Regions from separate parts of the Bos taurus genome. Here region 2 is linked to region 1. A link is a contact called in public Hi-C data. All regions are on one chromosome and are shown on one strand. Each heading gives the region's core, a stretch centred on a gene start, on an enhancer-like site or on the middle of the called end of the contact. The rest is flanking DNA. Distances are from core to core; before and after follow the strand shown. Region 1 holds the start of INTS4 (integrator complex subunit 4). Region 2 holds the start of RSF1 (remodeling and spacing factor 1).

The links. Hi-C and Micro-C count contacts between places; a contact is called where the count stands out from the background.
Region 2: a contact with region 1 is called in a Hi-C map of skeletal muscle, with 8 times the contacts expected there. The contact joins the promoter of RSF1 here to the promoter of INTS4 in region 1. A contact is called at or near these places in 2 of 11 Hi-C or Micro-C datasets (skeletal muscle and an unstated tissue).

Annotation. Positions count from the first base shown.
Region 1 is chr29:18,039,586-18,043,525 of ARS-UCD2.0, reverse strand. It overlaps INTS4 (integrator complex subunit 4), which reads right to left and starts at 2,332. Exons shown (of 23, transcript NM_001110065.2): 1 at 2,243-2,332. The coding sequence starts at 2,296.
Region 2 is chr29:18,186,932-18,190,646 of ARS-UCD2.0, reverse strand. It overlaps RSF1 (remodeling and spacing factor 1), which reads right to left and starts at 1,986. Exons shown (of 18, transcript XM_010820856.4): 1 at 1,530-1,986. The coding sequence starts at 1,716. It overlaps AAMDC (adipogenesis associated Mth938 domain containing), which reads left to right and starts at 2,183. Exons shown (of 4, transcript NM_001037473.2): 1 at 2,183-2,240.

The DNA.
Region 1 (3,940 bases), core at 1,083-3,582:
AGGACGTGAGTCTGAGTGAACTCCGGGAGTTGGTGATGGACAGGGAGGCCTGGCGTGCTGCAATTCATGGGGTCGCAAAAAGTAGGACACAACTGAGCGACTGAACTGAACTGAACAGTAGCACCGAGTGATAAGTACAAATAGATGAGTGCTACAGCAGTAGGGGAGGAGAGACTAAAGCAAAACCTAAGTCCACGGAGTGGAGAACCAAAAGAGAGGGAAGAATGACATCCATTCTATGTAAAAGAGACAACAGATACAAAAGTTTGGAAAGATCCAAACACACAGTATACTGGAGGAGAGGTGAGCAGTCTTGGTAAGAGGGAACAACAGAATAAAGAAAGGAACTGATACTGCCCAACAAAGTGAATGGACTTAATGTCATTGAACTCCACACTTAAAAAATGGTTAAAATGATAAATCCTGTTATGTTTATTTGGCACAATTTGTTTTTTAAATGGGGGCAAAGGAATCCAGAGCTAGGAAATCCCAAAAAGCAAGCCACGGAAGAGGGAGCGCTGTAAAGCTTTCCTGAATCTTGACTCATTCTAAAAGTTCAAGAAAAAGAATTTCACATAAAAAGGAGCAACAAGACTGACAAGGTGAGTATCAAAGTTATTTTCAGAAAAAAAAAAAAAACAAGAACAAGAAGCCAACTAACTTCCCTACACACAACGGAAATATGTCACATACACAAAAAAACGAAAAAGGCAATGAAGGAATACTGTTAAATCACAAAGGGCAAGAGAGTTTGGCTAGTTTTCAGAAAAAGAAGTAGTTGTAAAAGAGTAAGGAAGACTTGGTTTGTCGATGCAATTACCTCTCTGTACTATAATCTCAGATATGATGCTCCACATCTCTCGCTCGCCTGTGAGTTCCGAAAGGACAGAAACCCTAATGTGTTTTGGATTTTATAGCTCAGCACCTTTCACCATACCCAATATTGATACATAATAACCACTACTTTATTCAATAAACTCTTGTTGAAGGAATAAATGACATATTTAAGGATCAGCGTCCTGCTGCATGGTCTAAATCTTGCTAGGCCACAAGTCTATGGATGGAAACCTGCTATTGGCTGACATTAACCAGGGGCTCTTCAGAAATGCAGATTATTGCCTTGCCTCCCCCAGAAAACTCACTTACTAAGTAGAATCTACATTTTAACAGAGCCCAGGTGATTTGGATACACAAAGTCAGAGAAGCAGGACACAACGTATGACTTGGGATCAACCTCTACTTTAGCGATCTCTCTGAGGAAATACATAGAGAATCACTGACTGTTGACACGGTTTGGGCCCCTCAGTCCTGAAACAACTCCAAAGGAGGAAGCATGGTACTGCCCTCCTTTATAAGTGAGCTGTTCTACGAACGAAAACTTCAACCCCTATGAAGCCTGTGACCCTCGCCTGCTGTGACTGGATCTTGAGGATTCCTATAGATGCCTCTTCCAAACCCTTAGAGCTCTGCATACAGCCAATTTGGCTTTGGGCACTTTTTTGCTAATGGGAGTTGGGAGGAAATTTGTCAATACCCCACCAGAAGTCTCAAAGTCCTCATTTGTAAAACGAGGATGCTAATGAAATGTGGTGTTTGGGGAAGCCTCTCGGAAGTCCCTTGGACAGCAAGGAGATTAAACCAGTCAAACCTAAAGGAAATCAGTCCCGAATATTCATTGGAAGGACTGATGCTGAAGCTGAAACTCCAATACTTTGGCCACCTGATGCGAAGAACTGACTCATTGGGGAAAAAAAAAAAAAACCCTGATGCTGGGAAAGATTAAAGGCGGGAGGAGAAGAGGACGACAGAGGATGAGATGGTTGGACGGCATCACCCACTCGATGGACATGAGTTTGAGTAAACTCCGGGAGTTGGTGATGGACAGGGAGGCCTGGCGTGCTGCAGTCCATGGGGTCGCAAAGAGTCGGACACGACTGAGCTGCTGAACTGAATGTAACATGAATAAAATGAGATAACAGATAAGATACTTTCGTAAATTGTAAGTTGCTGTTTGCTTCTTCTAATAGTTTTTTTTATTGTCAGACTTCACATGTTAATACTGACAACAGCAGCGGCCAATGAACACGCCCACTAACGTGTAGTCAGAGAGGCAGCCTACCAAAGCACTGGCAGCACTGGCACCCTACCCAGCTTTGTGGCGCCAGTTCTGGCAAAGTGTCTGGGCGTGGATAACCTTCCCCTTTCCCAGACCAGTCCTGAGACCTTTCCTTCCAGAGCTTACCTGAACCACCTTAGTGAACTCCTCATAAACCCGCTTCTTCAGATGGGCCGCCATGGTTGCCCATACACCTTCTCAGCTTCCGTACCCGACGGGGCTGAGGTAGGCAGAGGAATACGAAAAAGCTTGCCCAGGAGGGAGGAACCAGCCGCTGTCCCACAAGGCAGTGGGGTTCCGGGAAAGAGAAGCCGCTTCCGGCTGCTCGACTGCCTTGTCGCTGTGCGTCTGGATTTAGCGACCTACGCCTGCTGAGCGGGAGGAACGGAAACCGGAGCCGGAGCGTAGCACAGGGGGCGGGGCTTCTGGCAGGAGGAGGCGGGTCGGAAAGGCTGGAGGAGCCAATGGGAGCTTTGGGGGGCTTTCTGTTGGGTTTGATTGACGGAGGGAAACGGAGGGTCGGGGGAAGTGCTACAGTGTAAAGGGCAGAGGTGGAGCTATCCAGAGCTAGAGATAAAACCTGGAGCTGTATGAGGATTCTGACTCAGAAGATAACATAAAGAGGTCAAGCTGACAGCTCCATCATCCATTGCTGTTCTCAGTATTTGCTATCTGTCTGTATCCTGTGCTCGCCTTTTGATCGAGCTGTTGCTCAAAAACTGAGTTTGCCTTGTGGTTGGTGTCAAGCCTGAAGATCCAACTAACCAAAGTTCCAAGGACATATTACTTGCAGCAAGTAAGGACAGCACAAGCGATCTTCCCCAAAGCAGTGTCTCCAAACAGCAAAACTGGGGACGCTTTAAGCTAAGTATTAGTCGCTCGATGGTGTCCAGCTCTTTGAGACCCCGTTGATCGTAGCCCACCAGGCCACTCCATCCATGGAATTCTCCAGGCAAGAATACTGAAGTGAATTGCTGTCCCCTCCTCCAGGGGATCTTCCTGACCCAGGGATCAAGCTCAGGTGTCATGCACTGTAGGCAGATTCTGACCTACCACAGAAGCCTAAGGGTGCATGCATATTCATTCATGAAGGCGCTTGCGCAGAGGAGAATTCAGCATTGGATTGGGGCAGAGGTTTACAGGGCCCAAGCTTTAGTTGATTGAAGTCAGGAGGGTCGACATCATCATTCCATCTTCCACGTGAGTGGGGAACATTAGTTCTTGCAGAACTCAAAGACATATATCAGATTGTTACATATATATTTTTAAGGAAAAACTGGTTTTTGACTGCAAGGAACATGAAAACGTATTTCTTTTGTTCCTTCATTCCCTCACTTCTCTCAAGATAATTAATTACTGAGACCTGTTCAAGGACAAGCATTGTGGTCAGGCTTAGATCAAACAATGGCTTAAGCCAAAAATGGCTTTTCTTACATCTTTTTCTAGGGACCCCCCCACCCTATCTGCTTACAAAGCTGTATGCCACCCCTCCAAACCTCTCCTGGCCTAGGGTACTTTTTCCTGCTCTCTCATTCCAGTTATTGAAAAGCTACCTATCCTTTAATGAATCAAGCTATCATCTGATAGCTAGGGGAGAGTGGAAAGAATTCTGAGGCCAAGGATCAAGCAACAAAGCTTCAGATCACATAACTCAGATGGGATTTGAACCCAGCCAAAACTCTGACTGGGACTTGAACCCATGAGGTGAGACTTGAACCCACTGTCTTTCAGTTAAAATTGCTCACCTCGTGTCAGGACTTACTGAAGCTCAGGTTCTTTATGTCTCAGCACAGAAAGATTTCAGCAAGAAGCAAAGTGATAGGT
Region 2 (3,715 bases), core at 737-3,236, 150 kb before region 1:
CTGTATTCATGTGAGTCTGGTAGCCATAACATAATTTACTCTCTAGGTTATATTTTGGACAACTTCACACTTGGGCTCTTTCTAGCAATGTACATATATTCTACTAACAGAAACTTCATTCCCATGGAGAATTGAAAACACCCTGATTTCTTGAAAAGGAAATAGCTATCTGTTTCGCACAATACCTAGTCCACACTGTGGCCACCTAGTACGGACAAAAAGGGGAAAAAAGGACCTATTTGGACAACGTTTCTTCTTCAGCCAAGGGCTGTTCCCAGATAAAGGCAATGCTCAGAGTACCATAACAACAAAAAACCTTTCTCTGAAAAAGAGAGGAAAGATCGGGAATAAACAGGGACTGAGTGTACGCGCTCAGTGAGGGCTGGAGGCAGCAGGCGCGGCGCGGAGATGCTCCAGCGAAAAGAACCACCAGCAGCAAGCAGCAGCAGGAAGTTTCAATGGGGCCGGGCAGAGCATGCGCCCTGCACCCGCGCGGTGGCCTTATGTGGAAGGAGCACCACTTGCGAACACCAATAATAGACCGGCGGCACCAGAGAGAGAAACATGAGCAACAAGCACCTTCTTCAACTGTTTCCCCCTCCGTCTGAGCCCCTCCTCCATCCTACATACTAAACACCCCACCCTACCCTTCAAATGGGAGGGCGACTTCTTCCCCTAAGCCTTACTGCCAGGATGAAGGGGGAAGGGACTGGAAAAGTGGAGAGATGCTTTTCTATTATTTGGGGGAGGGGGGGAGCAGGGAGGAGGAGAAAAACTATGGGGGAGGAGAAATTAACCCTCTGCCCACCAAAGCGGAGAAGCAAAACCGACTTCACCACCACCCACCCCCCAAAGTGAGAATGGAAGAGGACCCCCTTCCTATGAAGGAGCAGCAAACCTCCCGACTCCCGAAGAAGGAGTTTTGGGGGTTAAACCGACCCTGGAGGGGAAGGGAAAGGAGACCGGAGCCGACTCTCTCTCGGGGGAGTTCCCACTAGAGGGAGGGAGAGATGAAGTGTCCTCTGGCCCCCGCCCACCCAGGTGGAGGGAGAGAAAGGGGCGCCCGGAGAAGACGAGCCCAGCCTCCCCCGAGATAGTAGGGAGGATGGTGGGAGGAGGGGAGGGAGCGAGGGAGGGGTAGAGGAGAAAAGCGCAAAGCTGGCCGGAACCTGCGCTCCCCTTCCTCCGCCAACGAGAACGAGAAGGGGTAAGGGACCTGGCCCCCACCGCGGGGTAGCAGCCCCCGGTGCGGCCGATCAGCACAATGACCCCCCCTCATCCCCCGCGCCCAGACCTAGACCACGACGCCCCCACCTCTGCCGGGCGCCGGGCGGAGTTGGCCCTACGGGGCCTCCGCCCCGCCTCCCCACTGCCCGAGACCCCCGGGGGCTGGGCGGAGGAGACGGGCCGCGCGGAACTGCGCCTCAGCGGGAGGACAGAGCCGCGGAGGCCCGGGGTGTCTGTGGGGAGCAGAGAGAAGGAGCAAGCCAGGGCCGCTTCCCGCCGGGCGTTCGGGCCCCCTCGCTTACCTTCTCCGTTGCCGACGTCCGGCGGCGGAGCTTGCAGCACCCGCTCGAGCTCCGGGAACGGCAACTCAGGCAGGTCGAGCAGCGGCCCGTAGCGCTCCAAGAAAGAGCAGACTACGGCGAAGTTGGGACACGAACCCGGGCAGCCCGGAGGAGCCATCGCCGCCGCCGCTGCCGCCGCCGCCGCCATTTTGAACTGGAGGATGGAGGAGGAGGAGGCGATGGGGGTGGTGAGGGGAGTTGGGGTGCCGAGGAACAGCAGGGCAACCTTACAGACGACAGGAGGCGCTAGCAAGTGGGCGCCCCTGCGGATCCGGGCGTCTCAGGCACGGCGCCGCGATCCCACAATACAACGGCGTCTCAGAGCAGTCGAGAACCCAGTCAGACGGAGGAAAGAGAGGCGCTCCGTGCCTTTCACTTTCCGCCCTCTTCCCGCTCCTCCCACTTCGGGCTTGCCACTGCCTCGTGTGACAGGGGGAATGAAAACAAGGGCTGCGGAGCAGGGAGGCGGGGCTGGAAGCTCGGGAGGCGGGACTTTTGGGGGCAAAGACCAATAGACTTGAAGGGGGCGGGGCTTCGCTTGAAGACTGGCCGAAACATTCTTTTCCGGGCGGGGCGAGTCAGGGGGGAGAGCGTCTAGCGGAGATCGCCTGAGCAAAGGTGAGAGGTAAAGCACGGAGCGGTTTGAGATCTCCGCTCCTCGGAAGGTGTCGGGTAAGTTTGGGGGGGGGTCACTCCTGGAACTGAAACTGGCCACCAGATAGATGGTCAGGGAAGTTGAGGAGAGTGAATAAGAAGGAGAAAAAGAGCAGAATAGAAAAAAAAAAAAAGCTATTCTGAGGAAAAATTGGAGAGGGGAAAAGTAGAGAGGTGCCCTGAGTTGGGGATTGGGATGGATCCTTTGTAATGAAGGAGTCTCTGTGAAGTTTGCTGAGGTACAAGTACTGCACCTGCTTGAAAGCAGTGTCTGAGAACTGGGGGACGAGGGCCTGATGGAACGAAACTCTGCCGAGATCTCCAGTCTGAGGAGTTGGGGCCGTGTTAGGAAATCCGGGGTTTGAAGGGACCAGGCTCTTCTCAGGGAGCAAAGTTTGAGAGGATTGGGCCCTCCTGAGTTTGCCAGGGTGGGAGGGCGAGGGGCCCTGTTAAGGACTGAGATCTTAGGGACCAATCTCTGTAGCGGAACCAAGATCGAGGGTGGACTAGGACTGCCCTGAGCGCACACCTGGTAGGAAATTTGTTGCAAGGGCAAAAGTTTGTTAGAAGACAGAGTTCTGCTTCGTTGGGAGAAGTAGTGAGCACTCTCCCACAAAGAATCTCAGAAAAACCATCAGTAATGCAAAGCAGAATATGTAGCTTGGGATATAATGTGCATTATTATGGTTAAGAGTCTGGACTTGGAGTTCAGCAAGACTTGAGTCCTAAGAAAACCGCTTCACGACATTGGGAAGACTTTTTCATTTCTTTGAAAGTCTGAAGGTGGGGGGGCGGTGATGATAGTACCTACATCATAAGATTTTACTGTATAATTCACAATAAATTGATTAGCACAATGCCCTGGCACATTGTGAGTAAAAGTTGCTCAGTCGTGTCCGACTCTTTGCGACCCCATGGACTATACAGTCGAGGGAATTCTCAAGGCCAGAATACTGGAGTGGGTAGCCATGTCCTTCTCCAGGGGATCTTCCAACCCAGGGATCCAACCGGGGTCTCCTGCATTGCAGACAGGTTCTTTACCAACTGAGCTACCAGGGAAGCCCCTGGCACATTGTAAATACTTTAAAAATTAGTTGCTACTATTGAAGAAAATCCCTAAAATTTAGATTGTATTCAATTGTTTGTAATTGATAGTTTACTACTTTGAGCCAAAAATTTCAGTGTGCATTTAAAATTTATATAGTATCTACTTAATAAAATAATTTCAAAATATAATATAAATCACAGGACAATTTATAATTAAAAGAAAATAAATATATGGCATAACTCAATGGACATGAGTTTGAGCACATTCCAGGAGATAGTGAAGGACAGGGAGGCCTGGCCTGATGTAGTCATGGGGGTCACAAAGAGTCAGACATGACTGAGCAACTGAACAACAAAAGAAATATATAGGCAAATAATTATATTGGGAACAGAGAAAATGATTACCATCTTAAAAATTAAATTTTGTTCCACATTTCTAGGTAAAA